Regions from separate parts of the Gossypium hirsutum genome. Here region 1 is linked to region 2. Evidence: chromatin contacts called from public Hi-C data. All regions are on one chromosome and are shown on one strand. Each heading gives the region's core, a stretch centred on a gene start, on an enhancer-like site or on the middle of the called end of the contact. The rest is flanking DNA. Distances are from core to core; before and after follow the strand shown. Region 1 holds the start of LOC107953510 (protein EARLY FLOWERING 5). Region 2 holds the start of LOC107953525 (ribulose-phosphate 3-epimerase, chloroplastic).

What was found. A called contact is a pair of places that touch in the nucleus more often than the background predicts.
Region 1: a contact with region 2 is called in a Hi-C map of leaf, with 1.7 times the contacts expected there. The contact joins the promoter of LOC107953510 here to the promoter of LOC107953525 in region 2. A contact is called at or near these places in 3 of 34 Hi-C or Micro-C datasets (callus and leaf).

Annotation. Positions count from the first base shown.
Region 1 is chrD07:8,091,169-8,094,538 of Gossypium_hirsutum_v2.1, reverse strand. LOC107953510 (protein EARLY FLOWERING 5) reads right to left here and starts at 1,319. Exons shown (of 9, transcript XM_016888835.2): 1 at 1,097-1,319; 2 at 585-678. The coding sequence starts at 1,177. It overlaps LOC107953511 (a long non-coding RNA gene), which reads left to right and starts at 2,723. Exons shown (of 4, transcript XR_005916048.1): 1 at 2,723-3,226; 2 at 3,344-3,370.
Region 2 is chrD07:7,919,895-7,923,000 of Gossypium_hirsutum_v2.1, reverse strand. It overlaps LOC107953525 (ribulose-phosphate 3-epimerase, chloroplastic), which reads right to left and starts at 1,557. Exons shown (of 10, transcript XM_016888852.2): 1 at 1,211-1,557; 2 at 153-267. The coding sequence starts at 1,320.

The DNA of each region.
Region 1 (3,370 bases), core at 70-2,569, 170 kb before region 2:
CCTTTCTTCACATAAGAAAGAAAGAAGGAATTGGGAAAAGATAACTTATCTAGGTAGTTAATATCTATTTTTTCGTTAAGATCGCCATCTTACACTAGGAAAAAGTCAATTCATTTCCATCTTTATGCCGTATTTGATCAAACAAATACTTCACAGAAGGAAGACATATAGCCAAACATCCTAGTATTGACTTAAAAAAAATCAAATCATTGCTTAAAGGAAATACTGATTTTCTTCCATTTGTTTAGAAATTATTATGTTTCTCCCGCTAGTAAAAACTCAGCTAATGCCATGTTCAAGGAAATGTCCAAACACCACAAAAGATAATAACCAAAACCTACTCCAGATGAAGTAAAAATAAAGCAAAAAAAAACCAATCAGTAACGAAGGCTTGTTCAGTCCCTTCATTAAAAGTACAGTCCTAAATTTTTTACCACTATAGGTAAAAAAGGATAAAATCCAATGCTTTAAAATTTTGCAATTAAAGCATAACCACCACCATAAGCTCTACTCTTATTCGAGTTCAGTAAACAGAGATATTTACTCATTAATCAATCATGAAACATCTAAAAAGAACGACTTACTCATCACTTCTAACTTCTCAATCTGCTCCATGATTGCCTGAGGATCCTTCTTCAAAATCCCCACCTCCCTCACCTTCTTTCTTTCCTTCTTGTTCTGTTATAACATATAAAACACCAACCACGATTTAAACATTCAAATGTACGTGAATGCTAAAACCGAGACAAGACTTATATTTATAAATTATGCAATCCTCTACTATGTTTTTTTTTTCCAATTTTGAATAAATAAAATTCAACAGCTTATTTAAGGCGAATATTAAATTTAAAGAAAATAATTTCCCCAGGGTTCTTCGGAAATTCACCTTTTTTAAGTAAATATTAAAACAACCGAAAAAAAAATCAATTTAGATGACATCTTTTTTCCTTACCCTTTCAAACCGAAACAAAGAAAAAAAAGCCAACAGGAAGATCGAATTGAATCCGAAACAATTAAAACCAAGAATTGAGTATCATTGAAGTAAAAAAAAAAAGCAGAAAACCATGAAAAGAAACGGAAAGAAGTAGGATTGTACCCGTTTAAGTTCTTTCTTACGAAGCTCCTTACGGTAGGCATCCGTAGGGTTCATAACTTTGCCCCCTTTCGTCGTCTTCATCTTCTATTTCTCTTTGAAGCTCTGTCTTCTTCACAAATTTTCTTAAATCTTTTAGGGCTTCTTTCTCCTCCTGCTCGTTATTATTCCGATTTCAAATTAGGGGAAAGAAAATCGATCGGCCTACGATGTTTCGGATATACACATTATTTTTACTGTCAAAATTACGGTTTTCTCCTTATCTTACTGAAGCTTGGGTTGGGCTTAAACTTTTTCAATGGCCGGGCATTTTCATATTTACGCCTATCCTTCCTTCAGGCCCAAATAATTATTTTTTGGATTAAATATTAATTTGGCCCCTGAGCTATACCTCATCCAACAATATGATATCTCAAGATTTTTTTATCAATTTGGCACCTATACTATTTCGCCATCTCCCAAAGTTGTCCATTTCGTTACAGAATTATGACATGGCCAGACTGTGTTAGTGACACGTGTCTAAGTCTTAGAAATAGAAAAAGCATAAATGACATGAATTTTATACGTCAAATAAATGGAGGAATTTAAAAGAAATAATTGTGGCTTTTATTTTTTCAATTTCCTGTTAGAATATTCATTCAAAAACATAAATTCCTTTGACGTTCAACAACGTTAACTTGAATGGTTAATTACTAATTTGGTATCTAAACTATAGTTAAAATATAATTTAATTTTTTTAAATTTTTCTTAATAATATTCTAAACAAATTTAAAAAACTTAAAATTAAATATAAAATATTAAAAGTATATTAAAAAAAGCTTATATATAAAAAAAACCCTTAATAAAATATAAAAAAATCAATTAAACCCCTGTATACCACACGATCCTATGCCACACATGGTTGCATGACATGGCAATGTGGCCTATTGGTTTTTTGTGCAAGTTTGTCCACACAGTCATAGTGAGTTACACGGCCTGGCGTCACGGTCGTGTGTCCCTGAATTACACGGGCATAGTTTGATACACGATTTGACCGCACGGTCATGTCCTTGAGCCACACGAGCTGAGCTCTATCGCACAGCCTGGTCACACAGCCGTGTGACCCATATTTTCACTTTTTATCTGAATTTTTGTAAAAACTTCAGTTTAGTCCAGAACTATTCCTGATTTGTTTTAAATGCTTCGCATGCTCGATTCAAGTCTGAATATAATTGAATAACATGGAAATGGTTGTAATTCAATTATGAAATGAATTATTTGGTTATCTATGACTAGGTAGTGAACAATGTTAATGTTTTACCATTATAATACCTTATAGCTAAGGTCGGCCGACCGGATCGAGTATAAGGTGTTAAATTCGCACTCAATTAAGCTCCTGCTGTTAATTAAAATAATCAATTAAGCTTATCCGTTAACAGTTTTCATTATTGACCATGTTGACCGTTAAAATAAATTGGTAGACCAATAAAATAGTGACACGTGACAGCTTCAGGATTAATATAATACTTTTACATTAAAATGATTAAAAAATTATAAAGAAAAACATAAATATTATTTTTTTAAGGGAAAGTGGGTTATTTTTTATTAATAAAACAATAAAACACAAAACAGCCTACTAACTAAAGCAACAAAGGAAACAAAACAAATAAAACAAAGTAACTCATCAATGAGTTGGCCGCCATTCAATGAACTGAGACCTTTTCAAATTCCCAAAGCCATCTTATCTTCCCAATTCCATGACCATCTTAGCAGAACATGGAACACTATCCTCTTCAGCAAAACCTTACGTCGTTCCCCTCCCATTATCCCAAGTCCAGCAACCCAAAAACATCTGAATCTCCAAACCAATAGCACGACCTTCCCCCAAGAAACCTACCCTTTCACCAATCCCACTCAACCTCATTCCCCATCCCTGCTCCTCCACCACGACGACACCATCATTCAACCGACGCCTAAATACGATCCCTATCCCTTCCGACCCTCCAAATTCTTCAAGATCCCACTCAAGGGACTTAGCTTAACACCTTCGATCAGAACTTTTAGGTGCTACATTCACCATTTCTCCTCCCAACTCCCCCGTGCCGACCATGTCTCCACCACGGCCCTAACAAAATCAGGCACATTCCCCACCAAGTAAGCACTCCCACTCCTCATCAACCCCTCTTTTTGCTAATATACGAGCAACTGTATTTGCATATCTGGAAACATGTCTATATGAACACCTGCTAAACATCTCTACTTTAATCTTAGGCCCCTATAACCGAAGCATCATTTATG
Region 2 (3,106 bases), core at 308-2,807:
ACTTTGAGATCTCAAATTCAGGTTTTACCAGTGTTAACCATGTATAGGCGAGTTGGTTTGAGTTCAGTTAGTTCAATGCTTGTAATGATTCATTCTGATGGTAACTAATGATATAATTGTAAGTTGTAACTTCAAAAAAAAGAATAACAAACCTGCTCCCCCAACTTTGCGAAATTAGCAGAGAGAATAGATGGAGAAACAATGATATCGCTTTTTGAGAATTTATCAACTCGAGATGTTGCCTTCACTACCGTAGAAATTCTCCTTCTAAAGGTTTCAGAGAAAAGGTAATATTAAAATATTGTATGAGAGTTGGAAGAACAAACTCAAATCCAATAGTTGGAAATGTGAGGGAGAATAGGAAAACATAAAGTTCCTCAAAATCATGCGAAAGTGAATTGGAACTAATGAAAACTGAATATTGTCAGTTAATTGACAATTTTCATAAGCATTAGTGTCCCTGTGAACCAATAGTTGCATTCTAAATCCTAAAACAAGACCAATAAAAAGGCGTTACAATGTCACCGGTGCACTTCCTACCATAGAAGACCAATTTTTAGGGATGAGATAACAATTTGCAATCTTTAAATCTTATGAAAAGTAAAGAATTTCAGCACTGCAAGGAAATAACTAATGACATAATTGAAGTTTTAACCATTTGGTACAAACTTTAATGGTCTTTGCTACTAATATCATGTGAATGCAACACCTTCACCTGTGTTTCAATCCGGAAAGAATAGAGGGAAACATATTAAAACATTGTAGTTTGAGAATGCAATGTCAAAATGCATAACTTGTACTGATGGTCACTATCCAAATCACAAGCCTAACTTTGAAATTAGCATAAATATGCAAACATATGGCGAAAATCCGAAAATAAATCCACAGTTATGCTCCTAAGTAAGCACCAGACATACAAAATAAGTTTCACCAAGTTGCATATTCAAATTTCTTATATCGAACATTAAGAAACTAATAATTTAACTATAAATAAAACCCCGAAGCTTATTTAATTCAATTGAGTTTAGCTACCTTATATTCTTGAGGTGTCCTTCACTTTCCACTGAAATTTCTAAACTGGGTTTTATTGCCAACATCCATAAATTTGCTTCTTTACCATATAAAATTCTATTTTTTTACAAAGTCTAATAAGAATGAGCCAAAAAGAAAGGCAACCCAGAACAAGAACTCAAGAAAGAAAAAAGAATACCTTGTAAAAGAAAGTGTCTTGGGTTGAGAAACATGGGTTCTTAGAACCCCAAGTCCCCCTCCAAAGCCATTAATCTGAGTTGATGAACACAATGAAGAAGCAGTTGACATCTTTCACTTATCTTTTTTGTTTCCTAGTTGCCTATCTTTTGATCTTTAGTTTTCTAATCTACAAAGGAGGTGGGAGGGGGTTTTGAAGGTTAGGTAGTGAGAGCTTTTATTTGCTTGTTCAAAAATATCACCACCAACAAGGCAGGCAGCAAAGACTTGGAGCCCCATAGTATAAATAGTCGAGAAAAAAAGAAAGAAAAAAATCTGGGGAAAATTTAGGAATGGATTCATGTATTGAGGACACGTGTGAAGCTGATTTGTGGGTTACTGTACTTATCCTCAACGGTTGGTTGGCGTTCTATATTGCTGATGTAAGGGAAAGAGTTAAGTTATGGGGAATTGGGTCAGCCTCTCAATTTCGTTTGCAACTCCAAATAGTGGGATGGGGCACTTAAGTTGGTAAAATATTTAGGAGTTTATTGTATTTTGTTGTATTTATTCAAAAAAATAAATAAATTCATCGGTCTATCACATCATGATGTTGAACATTTTTTATCAAGTTATCATGTCACGACGCGATCCTGAGTATTGAACGTTGCAACGAGGCCTACGTAGTATGTTGTGCCATGACATTAACCCAATGTTTTGAAACTTTTACAATTTGGTCTGTTTTGAATCTAGGCTTAAAAAAAGTTTTTGTAAGCTTGTATAAGACCCAAAATTAATATCATATTATATTATATGCATGATTTACCTATATTTAAATATATAGTGGCATTGGATTGAATATGATTGGTCATAGTTGCTCTGGCAATGAATGTGATAACTCATGACTCGGACCTAGCAATCGAGTCGAGAATTAGGGTGTTACATTTAGTGGTATCAGAGTTATAGGTTTACCCGATTCTCGGACTAAGTCGATATTAGAATTGAGTCTAGAGGTACATGTTAAAGTCGAGTCATGAGGTTGGTTAACCTTCTAATTAGGGATCTAAATCACTATTACTCCTAAATTAGTTCAAATTTACCTCTCGACCTCAACTTTACCAATATTAACAAATTAGTTTGATTTATCTCTCGATCTCACCAAACTAACTCAAGATTATCAAATTGATGCTCAATAAGATCTCCTCTCAGCCTCACTTATCTTAATTTTCTCTTAGGGTCGTCAAGCATAAGTTTTTAAGTTTATTCAATTTAGTCTATTTTTTTGCGATTTAGTCCTTGAACCCAAAAATCAATTACTCATCACTTCCATCAACCAACCACTTGGGATTTAGCTACTCATGCTCATATTTGAACTCATTAACAATAAGAAATCAAATAAAAACTCCATTAACTTAAAATAAAAGTGATAAAGACTCGAGCTCTTTTGCAAAAGCTTGAATAACATAACAATAACAACAATGAAGATAAATAAAAACACTCAAGATAAGATTTTTAACATAAGAAATGTCAAAAAATTGATTGATTTTAAACTAATGATTAAAGTGTAACTACAAGGAAGTTTGAAGGGCTTAACAAGTAAATAAATCCTAACTATAGTAATAACCAACTTAACTACTAGCTAAGGAACTAAGAAAAAAATAAAACTATAAAATGAACAATGAAAATAAACCCTAAGCTATGGATTGGAGAAGAAAAACTAAACCCTAAAAGATGAAGAGAAAATGTAAAACTAGCTAATGATAAGTTTTTTTTTCTTAGCCAATTATGACTTTTTTAGTAATTTTTCTAACCTAACATTTATACCCAAAATGCCCCTTAGCGTGTTTTTTTTTTTTGGTGTTGAAGTTGGACAAGTTCTGCCTCTGCGGTCATTTTTTGTCTTTTCATGTCAGGGATA